Linked DNA regions of Mus musculus: all the other regions are linked to region 2. Evidence: chromatin contacts called from public promoter capture Hi-C data. All regions are on one chromosome and are shown on one strand. Each heading gives the region's core, a stretch centred on a gene start, on an enhancer-like site or on the middle of the called end of the contact. The rest is flanking DNA. Distances are from core to core; before and after follow the strand shown. Region 1 holds the start of Rps27l (ribosomal protein S27-like). Region 2 holds the start of Pif1 (PIF1 5'-to-3' DNA helicase). Region 3 holds the start of Rpl4 (ribosomal protein L4). Region 4 holds the start of Aph1b (aph1 homolog B, gamma secretase subunit).

Region 1 (3,190 bases), core at 439-2,938, 1.4 Mb before region 2:
ACAGCCAGGGCTACACAGAGAAACCCTGTCTCTAAAAACCAAAAAAAAAAAAAAAAAAAAAAAAAAAAAGCCATACCTTCTGTGAGCCTGGCTTTTCCTCCTGTGGGCTGGCACAACACAGTTGAACAACCCACACAAAGAACCACAGTCTGTGCATGGCTGAAAACTGTAGTAATCTTGTAGCAACCTAGAAAGGGAAGGAAGGGGAACCATACATTAAAAACTTGAAAAGCAGATGAAAACACAGCCCCAGCTCTTCATTTTTCTTGATAGCATGTAAAGTACTTGTCATTTATATATTAAGTGATGTTTTAACAGAACTTAAGTTTAACAGAATTTCCTGTAAATTCTGTAAACAATAATTATTCTAGAAGTCACTTGTTTTTTTTAAGGTGAAACATTAAATTTAGTATTCCAGAACCGTTAACATTTCAGCATGTAACAGACATGTCATCTGTTTCAAGTTATAGCTTCAGTGTAGTGTTTTACTCTTAAATTCTGTTTCCATTTCCACATGTTAAGTACTAAACAGACACATATGGTATAGCAAACACATCAGACAGCAGTTTGAGAATGAAGAATCAACATATATTTTATTTGCATTGCAAAAAAGAAAATTCATCATCTTAATGATCATCTTAAGTTAAAGACTTAAGTCAACGTATCCTTTACCTGGCTCCCATATGTTTCTACAAAGGTTTGAGTATGTTTCTTTAAAATGACCCTTATGACAATTCTGTAATGTCATTTCTAGTCAACAGTGGATCCTGACTTATTAAAGTGTGAATCTTTCCTGAAACGTCCTTTAGGACAGGGAAATTTGAAATTTTATACCTGGACATTTCACATCCATGAAGTAAGAATTTGGGCTCTGAACCAGCCGTTTCTTCTTATGTTTTTTCTTCTCCTCCTCCAAGGAAGGGTGTAACAGATCTCTAGCCAGCTGTGGAAGGAAACATATTGTTACTACTGGAGTCACAGTACACGGGTGGCAGCCCGAATCACACGAGGAACGCAAAGCAGGAGCAACAGGCACACTCCGCAGAGGGGGTACTTAAGACCCTAACTTTTCAAGATAGGACCACTTTCACCCACACGTTGCCAGTCCTTTCCTGGCACTTTACAGCGCTCGGGCAGCATATGGGAGAGAGAACCCCTTTGTCGTTTGGCTGGGTAGCCATCAAAGCTAAGTAAAAACCAGCGTCTGGCTCGGGCCTCCCCGAAGCCGCAGCGCAGCAGATCAGAACAAGGCCGGGATGACCTCAGCCCCGGGGCTCCACATCCAATGGCCAGCACAGGGCTGCGGCATGCTCGCCCGGGGTGGAGTGAACGTGTCGGAAGCTGCGAGGCCCGTTAGTGACCCTGAAGCCCATGGTGAGCTGGGAGCTGCACCCCACGGGCTGGCCACTCACGCGAGCCCGGACAGGGCCCGCCACGCCATGCCGCGCCGTGTCGCCCGGACAAGTCTCAACAAGCCCGCCATGCCTCGGCCCGCAGGAGCAAGAGACGCCGCGGGCTTAGCCGCCTGCCGAGGCGCCAGACTAACAGAAAGCCTGAAGGAAAGCAAGCCCGAGCCCAAAGTCAAAAACTTACGGGCATGGTGACGGCTCCGCAAGCGCGGCCGCTCCAGGTCGCCGAGACGAACTGCTCGCTTTCGAGCGCCCCTCAGCAACTTCCGGGATAGAGGCGGCGGGGAGGAGTGGAGAGGAGTGGAGGCGGGGGCGACCGCTCTAGGCTCCCGTCTCAGTGGTACGGCTCCCGCCCTGACCGCCGGGCCAAGTCCAATGAGGGACATTTAAATGGCTTCTGCGTTAAACTCCGACTCCGCCCTGCACCCAGGCCGGGCTTCGGAGGCCCGGGCATTAGGCATTAGAGGGAAACCAGACCCGAGGCTGCAACTAGCCTGGTCTCCCCTGTTCATTGTGCGGGGCAGCGGACAGGGGGACACACGGAACAATAATCTTTGTTCTTCGCTGTATTACAAACACCATAGGCGAGCCTGGGAGGGGGCTGGCTCAGCGCTTAAGAGTGTGTGTTGGTTAAGACTGTGTACTGCTCCCGCAGACGATCTGGGTTTGGTTTTCAGAACCGAGCTGGGCGGTTCGAAACTGCCTCAAACTCAACTCCAGGGAGATCTGCAGGTCTTTTCTGATCTCTATGGCACTGCACTCCCTATGCGCGCGCGCGCACACACACACTCATAATTAAATTTAAAAATCTGATTTTGGGGTTGGAGGTGTAGCTCAGCTAATAGCATGCTTGCCTTGCCTTCATGAAGCCTTAGGTTAAATCCCTAACACCACTAAATAAATAATTTTTAACTAGAAAGATCCCACTGACGGGTTGTGAAACAAACTTCTAGTCTTGTGTCTGTGCCTTCTAAGGAGTGAGACTTGAAGTTCTGCACCGGATAGGCTTCACCTCCGGTTTGCTTTGCTCTGAAATAGTTTTTTAAACAAATCCCATTTGCTGCTGTGTTTGATATGCCTCTGTCTCAGAAAACGTGGTAGGTGGCACCTAAGAAAGAAACCTGATATTGACCCCCTGGCTTAAACACACACACATACACCATTTATAAGCTTGACCCTAAGACTGTCCTACCAATTTGGGGAAAAAAAAAAGATGTATAATACTCAATTTGCATAAAGCAGAAGAAAATTAAAACACCGCATTCCCTCATGGAGGAGTGCTCACCCAGTAAGTAAGAAACCCCGAGTTTGATTTCCAGCACTGGATACATCTAGGGGTATGGGGCACACTTATTATAATCCAGCACTTGGGGTTTAGGCAGGAGGGTTGGAAATTCAAGATCATCTTCAGCCATATGGGGCCATCTCTGGAACACCAAAAATGAATAAACTGTAAGTCAATACTAAATATGGTGATATAGATAACTATGTAAATTATTATGTGTGTACGGGGAAAATAATGGTCCTAGAAGTTCCAATGTCTCAATGTCCATGGTCTGTGGTTACTTGACGAGTACAGTTAAGGCTGCAGTCTGCATGAGATGCCTGCCCTAGTCTCTGCCATTTGAACACTTGAGACCCAGTTGGTGCGGTTTAGGCTTAGGAGGCTTAGGAGGTGTGGCCTCATTGCAGAAAATATGTCCCTAGAAGCCAGCTCTGAGGTGTTAAAAGAGTTACATTCCCAGTTTGCTCTCTGCCTCACGCTTGTCCTTTAAAATGTG
Region 2 (2,911 bases), core at 153-2,652:
TTACTGGTGGGTAAGCATGGATGATTTACACCTCACCATCATATTCAAATAAGGTACGATGGGCATTTCAAATCACCAGCTGTCTCCTTAATACTCCTGACTATCTTCCCCCAACCTTGGGCCTCCAGGGTTTCTTCGATCCTCAATAATAGCTCGCCCACACTCCCTTTTTGGTTCTCACCGTACTAGTCTGGGATTCCATTGGCCGCTTTTCCAGCGCAGAATCTGGAGCCTTGGTGGCTGCAGCACGCTGCAGTTCCTCTGGCTGCACTGGACTGATGGTGACAAAGTCTCGGGGCCGCGGGCCGAGCAACTGTGCGCGGGCAGAGGCGGGTCCCGGCCCAGGGGCAACCGCCAGCTTCAGGCGCAGCGTGCGCAGGAAGCGGCGCAAGCGCTCCGGGGGACAGTCGGAGAGGAGCAGTTGCACTGAGCCAGCTCCAGGGACTCCATCGGTGGGGAGCCGCAACGTGCTGCGCCCAGTCGCAGCGAAGCGGGTGAAGAGGCGCACGGCGCGTAGCGGGAAACAGCGTGGCCGCCCCGTGGGTCCCGGTGCCTGCAGTCGCAGCATTAACTCACGTCGTTCGTTTCGACCTAGGCTCAGCTCTGCGGCGCGCAGGGCCTGGCGCTTGCGAGGTTGCCCTCCAGGACTCAGCTCCTCCACGGCTACCCGGCACCGGAGCTCCGCATCGTCACATTCATCGGTCGCCGCCTCTGTGCTAGAAGGCATCTCCAATGCCTCTGCAGGCGTGCAGAGACCGGAGCGCATAAGTCACAGAAAATCGAGATGTAATAGGTGGTATGGCTGCGGTGACGGGAAATCCTGTCCAGACCTCTTAGTGTCAACAGGTTGTCACTGGTAACAGAAGGTGCCACCAAGATATTCCAAGCACTCTGGAGCGAGGAGAAACGTCCTCTGCTGCTGGAAGGTGGGGTCACATGCACTTAGGATTCGCGAGCGATTGTCCTGCAATGTCCACATTAGAAAGGTGTTCCTGCTCAGAAAAGAAGCTTGTTGAGGAGACTCACCCAGGCCAACAGGGGACTCGTTAGGGACTTCTACCCAGGAAGCAGAACAATAATCACACGTTGGGCGATGGGAAAGAGACTGGCTGGAAGTGAAAACAGGCTGAGACTTGCACACCCCCTTCAATAACCAATTAGTAGGTATCAGGGTCAGTGTGGTTCCAGTGCTTTGGAAAGGGTAAATGATTAGGGAATGTCTGGAACCTCCAGGCCCAGGAATCCATTGTCCCTCCGTCTGACCCACGAATCTGTACCTCTCCCAGCGAGGATCACTAAAATAATCGCGTTCTTTGCCTCCCACCTCAAGGATCCGATAGACTCGTTGCTTTCAGATGAAAAAGCTGATCTGAACCGGCCGGCAGAAAGCTTCAGCAGGAAGAACATTCAAATACTAGGAATAGAAAAACCACCCTATCACCGGCCTGGTCTTTAAATTCTCTAGCCAATCAGGGACAGGGGCGGGGGCGTGTCTACGGGCCGGCGTTTCTTCGTCTTTCCAACTCTCTGAGGACAGTTAACCAGAAGCAGGCTTTTTGTGTTTGGTCTTGGGTGCGTTTTAGAGTTCCACGAGTGGGCGTGGTGGGGTAGGGATGGGGCTGCGGCTCCGTGGCGCGTGGCGTATTGTTACCCAAGGCGGCTCTAAAGATTTGAGAACCCTTCAATTTACGCTGTCTGCTTTTCTCATTCTACCACCACCACATGACTGTGCTTGGCTTTGGGGAGACCCTGTTCCCACCCACAGAACGAACCACTGGCTCCTGTTCAGGTCATTCCCTGGGCCAGCCAAGTCCGCTTCCCTGTTCCCTAATTCTTTGCCCTTCTCTGCCCCCTTGTCTTTTACCCTGCTGAGACTACAGATGTCCAGTGGTTATAAAGGAAGCCAGTTAGTCCTTGTTCTCAGGGAATTCTTACTCCTCTGGTTGCTTTGACCACTCCGAGAATTTATCTTTTTCAGTTGGGGCCTTGTTACATTTTATAGGCTTTTTTTTTTTTTTTTTTTTTTTTTTTTGGTTTTTCGAGACAGGGTTTCTCTGTGTAGCCTTGGCTGTCCTGGAACTCACTTTGTAGACCAGGCTGGCCTCGAACTCAGAAATCCGTGTAGGCTGGTTTTAAAAATTCCTGGCCTTAAGGGATCCTCCTTCAGCTCCCTAAATAGCTGTGACTATAAGCACTTGACAAGATCCAGCTTTGAAAACTTACTTTTAATTATTATTTTTCCTTCACTGAAGTTTGAAATTACATAGCTGGAAGGGATCTTCTGGGTGGGTCCAGTCACCTCATTTTACAGATAATAATAGCCACTACAAACTAAATTCATTCATTCTTTCTTTCTTTCTTCTTTCTTTCCCCTCCCCCTCTTCCCTCCAAGATATCATATATCCAAGGCTAGCCTCAAATATCTCTAAGTTGCTACTCTCAGGGACATAACATTGAGTTTCTGATCTTTCTGCCTCCACCTAAATGTTACAATTCCATGCATCTACCACTGTGGCCAGTCAGCGCTGAGGATCAGAGTGTACAGCCCTCAAATTTGATATTCAAAATAAGAATTATAAGAATTGTTAAGAATTATTTTACTTTATGTGTATGAATGTTTTGCCTGCATGTGCTCCACTTGTGTGCCTGTTGAACCTCCTGAAACTGATGCTTGTGAACCACCACGTGGGGTCTGGGACTTGGAGATCTCTGCAAGACCCATGTGTGCTCTTTACTGCTGAGCCATCTCTCTAATCCTGAAAATGTTTTCGTTGGAACTGGAGGAATGGCTCACAGGTTAAGACCATTTGTTTTCAGCTAGTACAGTGACTCACAACCTTGTGTTCCAGGAGATCTAACACCTTCTGGTACACACATTCAAACATGTAGGAAAAACTCTATGAACATATAG
Region 3 (3,111 bases), core at 267-2,766, 1.4 Mb after region 2:
ACACAGCTGGCAAAGTGACATTCTTGCCAGATGACTCTCCCTTTTCGGAGTACACCGATATGAGGGGACGGGCACAAGCCTTGGAAGGAATAAAAAAAGTAACTAAAACAGAGGAAGTACCATCTCCTGTATTTGAAACCTAGATTTTAAAGCCCACATTATTAGTACTTGCAAACAGATATGACTCCCTGGGGACTAGGAAGGCAGGTGTTAACTGTGTGAGACAGGAAATACAATGCCAATAAAACCATATAATGTTATAATAATAATAATGGATTCACTTAAAAATAATCAAGAGTACTTATATTGACAACATTGGAGACACATTCATCCCATAATTAAATGTCAAGAGCTTGATATCTGGAGACAAATATGTAAATACAGAAGTAAAAGTCCCAATATTTGAGGCCATATACAGGCCAATCTGTGGAATCAGTTTGAGGCAAGTATTGCTTTGCAGGAGACCCCAAATTCAAGCAACACAGTAAACCACCACTGGGTTTATCATTTCAATAGTTTTACAGCAAAAGGACAACCTGAAAATCTATCAATTTTAATGAGAAACAAACTTGGAAGCAACATTATAAAAACTGTTCATAGATACTGTTTAATGAGGACATGTTAAATTAATTCTACCCTCACCAACTTCAGCAAAGCTGGCCTGCTCATTTATCCAATGTTCCAGACCCCTTCAAATTCAGAAACGTTTTGATACTCTGAAAGACTCTTAACTGAGGATTCCACCAGCACTTAGGTCTGACCTATTTCCCATGTGCCCTTCCAGATACTATACCATCTCTTCTACTATACCCCCCTTTAAGTCGTCTCACAATAGGACAACCTATCTAGTCGGTTTAACGATGAATCTAACAGTCTCCAAATTACTGTGGTCAGAACAACCTTAATCCATCTACAGATAAACATTCGTGGTAAAACAATATACTAATTACTACTGAAAACTCGCTTAAGATTCAAAGGTCTAGATTACATCATATAAAGTAACGAAGACATGCATTTCCAGAAATTGTCTTAAAGAGGTGAAGGCAATCTTCCTGGAAAGCATAAATTCAGATATCCTTCAGCCCTTTTCTTTGAAGACAATTTCTCCGGACTGAAAGCACATGACCCGCCACGGCCTGTGCGGAGTTGTCATCGGACGATCTCGAACCCCTGACAAGTCTCTGGCATCAAAACGCTCGGCTTCCAGCAACCCTGCTTAGAACTAAGCAAAGCTTAGAACTAAGAAAAGCTAAGATCCCAAAGGTTCCTCTACCATCCACCTGGCGCTGTTGCCCACGTTGCCTCTAAGATGGCTGCCTCAGCGCCCACAACTCAGCTCCGGCCAGAAAAGGTGCTAGGTTTCCTTTCCCTCGTCTCCTCTCTGCAGATTCCATGTTCTGAACCTTCGCCCTCCTCTATAGCCGCCCCCCAGACCAGGGGGAAGCCCAGTGTAGAAGACCTCCACTCACCATGACGGGGAGAGGAGAAGGCCACGCTCCTCTCTACCCGGCTGCTCCCACAGGAAAAGGAAAGACTTGTCACTTGTACTCTATATATCCTTCCACTCGTCTTCCGCATCCTGCCCCTTATCAAAATCAAATTAGAGACACGATCTATCTTTCTGCTACATGTAAAAATTTCAAAAGGTAATATTATTGCGTGACGTGTGTTAAAATTATGTATTCATTTTTTTTAAAGTTAAAAAGAGTGATTAGAAAGGAGGGACTCTTTTTCGCGGAATAATTCGTAACTCGTCACAACTCTCGCGAGAATTATCTTTCTCCTCATCCCGCCCACCCTCATCATAACATCTCTTTTAGTCCATTTTTTCCCCCCTAACAGAAATGGGAGACTTTTGGAATAGTAAATTGAGGGGATGCTCTACTAAATTAAAGCAATGTGTTAGCGTTGAGTACAAACCGAACTTAAAGCGTGAAGTAGTTCCGGCGGGGCGGGGTCATGGCCTCTGACGTCATTGTCTGGGCGCGCAGTTCAGTTTAACTTCTTAGCAATGGACGGAGGCCACGGCGGTATGTGGTCGCGAATGAACCGCGCGGCGGAGGAGTTTTATGCTCGTCTCCGGCAGTGAGTTGTGGTTGGGGAATGGGATGGTACTTGTCCCTCCCCTGCCGGTGGTGTTTGCCACAGCTGGCTGCCGGCTTTCCTGGACCTGGGATGTGAGAGGCAGCCAGGGCTCTGCGGAGGCCTAGGCTACTGCCGGCCTCCGGAGAAAACACCCGAGCTTACCCAAGGGAGGCAAGATGGCAAAGCAGTGTACGGATTGGACTGATGTACACGCTTCTAAGTAGAGGCTCCTGGGACACAGAGAGCTAGATGTCATCGGGCCTCAAGCTCAGAAACGGACAGAATCCGCATCGACCCTCCTCGGCAGCCTCCTGATGCCGAGATGAGAGGCGTGAGCCGTGCCACAAATTCACTGTGTTCCCTCAGTGAAATTCTGTCAACTTCTACATCCTGTGTGAAAATCTAAGTCAGCGACTCACATCAGAATCACCCACAGGGTTGCCAAAATATACATTGACTGGCTCAGCCTCTGAGATTTTTGATTTCGTAGGCCTGATGTGAAGACAAAAAACTTTAATTCTAGGTGCAAGGTGTTGCTAGTTGGGTATAGCCCATTAGTCTCTAAATGCTATCATTTTTAACTGCCATTATTGCCCCTCCTGTTTACAAAAGCAGTAATAATTTTTCACTACTACAGGAAAAGAACTAATGTGCTTTTGTTTTTTAAGATAGTTTCAGAGCCCGGCGTGGTGGCGCACGCCTTTAATCCCAGCACTCGGGAGGCAGAGGCAGGCGAAGTTCGAGGCCAGCCTGGTCTAGAGAGTGAGTTCCAGGACAGCCAGAGCTATACAGAGAAACCCTGTCTCGAAAAATCAAAAAAAAAAAAAAAAAAAAAAAAAATAGTGTCTCTGTGTAACCCTGTCTGTCTTGGAACTCAATCTGTAGAGTAGGCTGGCCTGGAACTCAGAGATCCGGCCGCCTCAGCCCTCAGAGTGCTGGGGGTCAAAGGCGGGAGCCACCACTGCCCAGCTAAAACTAGTGGGTTTTAGTGGTTGGGTTTTTGTTGTTGTGTTGTGTTTGTTTTTT
Region 4 (3,175 bases), core at 385-2,884, 1.2 Mb before region 2:
CAGAGAGAGTCAGCTTTCCTCGAGGGCATGGCTTCTGGGAGGTAGACCACACTCTAATGGATGTCCCTACAGCCAGACGTACATGAGCAATACAAATTAGACTCAGACTCAGTGTGTAATTTAAGAGAAAAAAAAGAACACATGAAGTTGGGAGCAGGTAGGGGATGGAGGTGAATCTGGAAAGAGGATAAATATGACCAAAATACATTGTATATATGTTCAAATTATTGAAAATATTATATTAATAAAAGTAACTTCAGCATACTTGGTGTTAATAAGTAGATAGGAACAAGGCATAGGAGAATAGAAAAATGTTGTTGTCCTAGCAATGCTGCATGTGGACTCTGCCCGTCTATGTACTAGGTTCATCCAGTTCAACCTAAGCTTCATTTAAAAGCAAACCCACTCATAAATGACACAAGATCAAACACACTATCCCTAACACCTAGGACCGTAAACATTTCACCAAGGTCTCTTAAAGAACAATAATTAGTTTTCCACTCATCGGGCTAAAAGAACCTTATTAGAGTGAACCTAATTAAAGAGTGAAGTCAAGTCAGTTTATTTCTAACAACTGACCCACTTCTAACTTCTGGAGATGAGGGAAGACAAGAACTAGGAAGATGAAGATTCTGCTGGTTGCTCTGGAATTTTCTCTGGTTTGTGATGACCAGAAACCTCTTCATCTGGCATAACCCTTCATAGCCCTACTGATATGTGACCGGGAAAGGCTGCTCTCTGGGTGGGAAGAATTCTATGTGTTTTTTACATGGATTCTGGCATTTCTCTATGCATCAGGTTTTGTAATATATATGTCAAGTATTACAGCTTTCACCTCTATATTCTTTCTCCATCAGCATGTAATCCAGGTATAAAAGCTAAGCCTAGGAACAGTGGGGCTCAAGGTGATGAACAAAACTCCATCAGTAACTGAGCAGGGACAAACCCTAGGCCTAATGTCTGGAGCGGCTGACTCTGACTACACTTATAACACCTCGGAGCCCCGCCCACTACATTACCAGGTCTCCAGAACTTCGGCTCGCTTTGGCTGGAGTAGGGCGGCACTCTGAGCTTGCTCTGGCTGGAGTAGGGCGGCGCTCTGAGCTCGCTCTGCAGGCGCTGACAGGTCTGGGAGCGACTCAAAGCCCCGCCTCCCAGGCTCCGACCTGGCTCCGGTTTGACTGGGCGTGGGACTCCTCCAGGCTCTCCGCCTTCCGACCTCCGTTCCCTGTTCTGACAGGATCTGTGCTCCGAAGCCACGCCCCTCCTCTGCCCTCGGAGCACCTCGAGTCCCCTGCCGAGCTCCGCCCAGCAACCCGCTTTTACAGGCCAAGGAGCAGCTCAGGCCCCAACTCCCGAACCCTGCCTTGTCCCGTGTGACTAGAGGACCTCGAGGTCCTGCATGCCAACCCTCGCTCTGCCGTCCACTCTGATAGGCTATGGAACTCTTCCAGGCCTGGCCTCCCGAAGCTCCCTCCTGTTGCCTCTTTGACTAGGGCACCGAAGGCTCCGCCTCTCGAGCCCCGTCCCGCCCTCGGCATCTCCAGACCCCGCCTCACGGGCTCCGCCTCGTCCACTGCTCTGACGGAGCACCGGAGCCTCGCCACCCAGCCCCGCCCCGTATCCAGGACCCGCTGTCCATTGGGCACTGCAGGGCCCTCGGGCCCCCGCGACTGGCTCCCGAGGTCGTCATGACGGCTGCGGTGTTCTTTGGTTGCGCCTTCATCGCCTTCGGGCCCGCGCTCGCTCTTTATGTCTTCACCATCGCCACCGACCCTTTGCGAGTCATCTTCCTCATCGCCGGGTGAGGCTGCGCTGTGTCCCGGACGCCGCGGGTTCCCTCCCTCTCCTGGGTTCCCACGACCCCGGGATCCCCATCTCCCAGGGGCTCCAGCTTGTGGTGCGGTCCAGGGCTGGAACTGTTCCTGGGAGGGTCTGAGAAGAGCAGGCCCGTAGGCTAAGCAGGCGCCCCTTGGCTTCTGTTGGCTGAGTGTGGGAACAAGCAGATAGATTCCTGCATGAAGCCTTTGTCTTTCTGTAGGAATCTCTCATTTCCCTCAGTGCTGAGCAGCATCGAAGAGTCGTTATCACTACTCTCTGCCATTAAAGTCACCTGGAGATCAGATGTTTATTCCCTGCCCCCCACCCTCACATCAATCCTCGGACTCAGAATGTCTGTGCAGACTATTCAGGCTCAGATTTTCTTTGTAGACTCCTGGGTAATGGTTTGGGTGCAGTCAAGGAGGAAAGTTCGAGAAAACACAGTAACAACTGACCAGGCGGCATGTCCTCCTGGGAGCTTGGTAAATACCGGAACTCTGCTGGTGAACGTGGTCTTGGTCTCGCTGCACCTGCCCGAAGTTTGCAGCTTCTGAACTTTCCATTATATTAATGCAGGCGTTAGGTATTCATTTTCTTTTAGAAAAAGACACTTGACAATATCTAACCATTAAACTTATATTTTCTGGTGAATTTTGAGGATATGAAATTTGCAACTGTCACTGGTTGTATATTTCTATAGCACACAAAGCATCTCTTAGGAAAAATAGTCAGCAACCAAGTGCCTCTTAGTCCTTGACAGATAGTGCCCTAGCGTGCACGCGACAGGGTCACTGAATCGTTCTTGTTAAGCACATCTGACGTTCCTCTTGGACTATTTGTCTCACTAGGAGAAAAAAAAAATTCTGATCTAAAACATCACTTTGTGAGGATTGTTTACTAAAAATGATTTGTAGCTCAAGCAGGTTTGATTTAAAGTCATTATTAAGCCTGTGCTTCTGTTAACTTGTGATTTTTTTTTTCCTTCTACGTTCCAGTGCTTTCTTCTGGTTGGTGTCTCTCCTGCTGTCATCCGTTTTTTGGTTCCTAGTGAGAGTCATTACTGACAACAGAGATGGACCAGTACAGAATTACCTGCTCATCTTCGGAGTGTTGCTCTCTGTCTGTATCCAAGAGCTGTTCAGGCTCGCATATTATAAGCTGTTAAAGTAAGTTAAGTGTTTGTTTTATTTTCCCAGTTAGACTTGAATTACGATTTAGTGATTGCTACAATTTTAGCCTGAAAATATTGAATATTTAAATTTACAATCCGGTTTGCCTGCCCTCCTGCTCCTCCTTATCTTTCTCTCTTCATTCTTCCCAAAAGTGTTTCTTCAAAAATTTCCCAATGCCAGAC

The links. Promoter capture Hi-C pulls out the DNA fragments that hold promoters and counts their contacts.
Region 1: a contact with region 2 is called in a promoter capture Hi-C map of pre-B cells, with 5 times the contacts expected there. The contact joins the promoter of Rps27l here to the promoter of Pif1 in region 2. A contact is called at or near these places in 2 of 39 promoter capture datasets (erythroid cells and pre-B cells) and 1 of 115 datasets of contacts at active chromatin or transcription factors (embryonic stem cells).
Region 3: a promoter capture Hi-C map of pre-B cells shows a contact between it and region 2, with 2.8 times the contacts expected there. The contact joins the promoter of Rpl4 here to the promoter of Pif1 in region 2. A contact is called at or near these places in 2 of 39 promoter capture datasets (erythroid cells and pre-B cells) and 1 of 115 datasets of contacts at active chromatin or transcription factors (embryonic forebrain).
Region 4: a promoter capture Hi-C map of neutrophils shows a contact between it and region 2, with 2.6 times the contacts expected there. The contact joins the promoter of Aph1b here to the promoter of Pif1 in region 2. A contact is called at or near these places in 6 of 39 promoter capture datasets (the 3T3-L1 cell line, 3T3-L1-derived adipocytes, erythroid cells and 3 more) and 2 of 115 datasets of contacts at active chromatin or transcription factors (astrocytes and embryonic stem cells).

The regions. Positions count from the first base shown.
Region 1 is chr9:66,944,584-66,947,773 of GRCm38.p6, reverse strand. It overlaps Rps27l (ribosomal protein S27-like), which reads right to left and starts at 1,688. Exons shown (of 4, transcript NM_026467.5): 1 at 1,594-1,688; 2 at 835-943; 3 at 77-187. The coding sequence starts at 1,599.
Region 2 is chr9:65,585,665-65,588,575 of GRCm38.p6, reverse strand. Pif1 (PIF1 5'-to-3' DNA helicase) reads right to left here and starts at 1,402. Exons shown (of 12, transcript NM_172453.5): 1 at 182-1,402. The coding sequence starts at 727.
Region 3 is chr9:64,171,792-64,174,902 of GRCm38.p6, reverse strand. It overlaps Rpl4 (ribosomal protein L4), which reads right to left and starts at 1,516. Exons shown (of 10, transcript NM_024212.4): 1 at 1,470-1,516; 2 at 1-79. The coding sequence starts at 1,472. It overlaps Zwilch (zwilch kinetochore protein), which reads left to right and starts at 1,972. Exons shown (of 19, transcript NM_026507.4): 1 at 1,972-2,085. The coding sequence starts at 2,012.
Region 4 is chr9:66,793,882-66,797,056 of GRCm38.p6, reverse strand. It overlaps Aph1b (aph1 homolog B, gamma secretase subunit), which reads left to right and starts at 1,634. Exons shown (of 6, transcript NM_177583.4): 1 at 1,634-1,804; 2 at 2,817-2,987. The coding sequence starts at 1,692.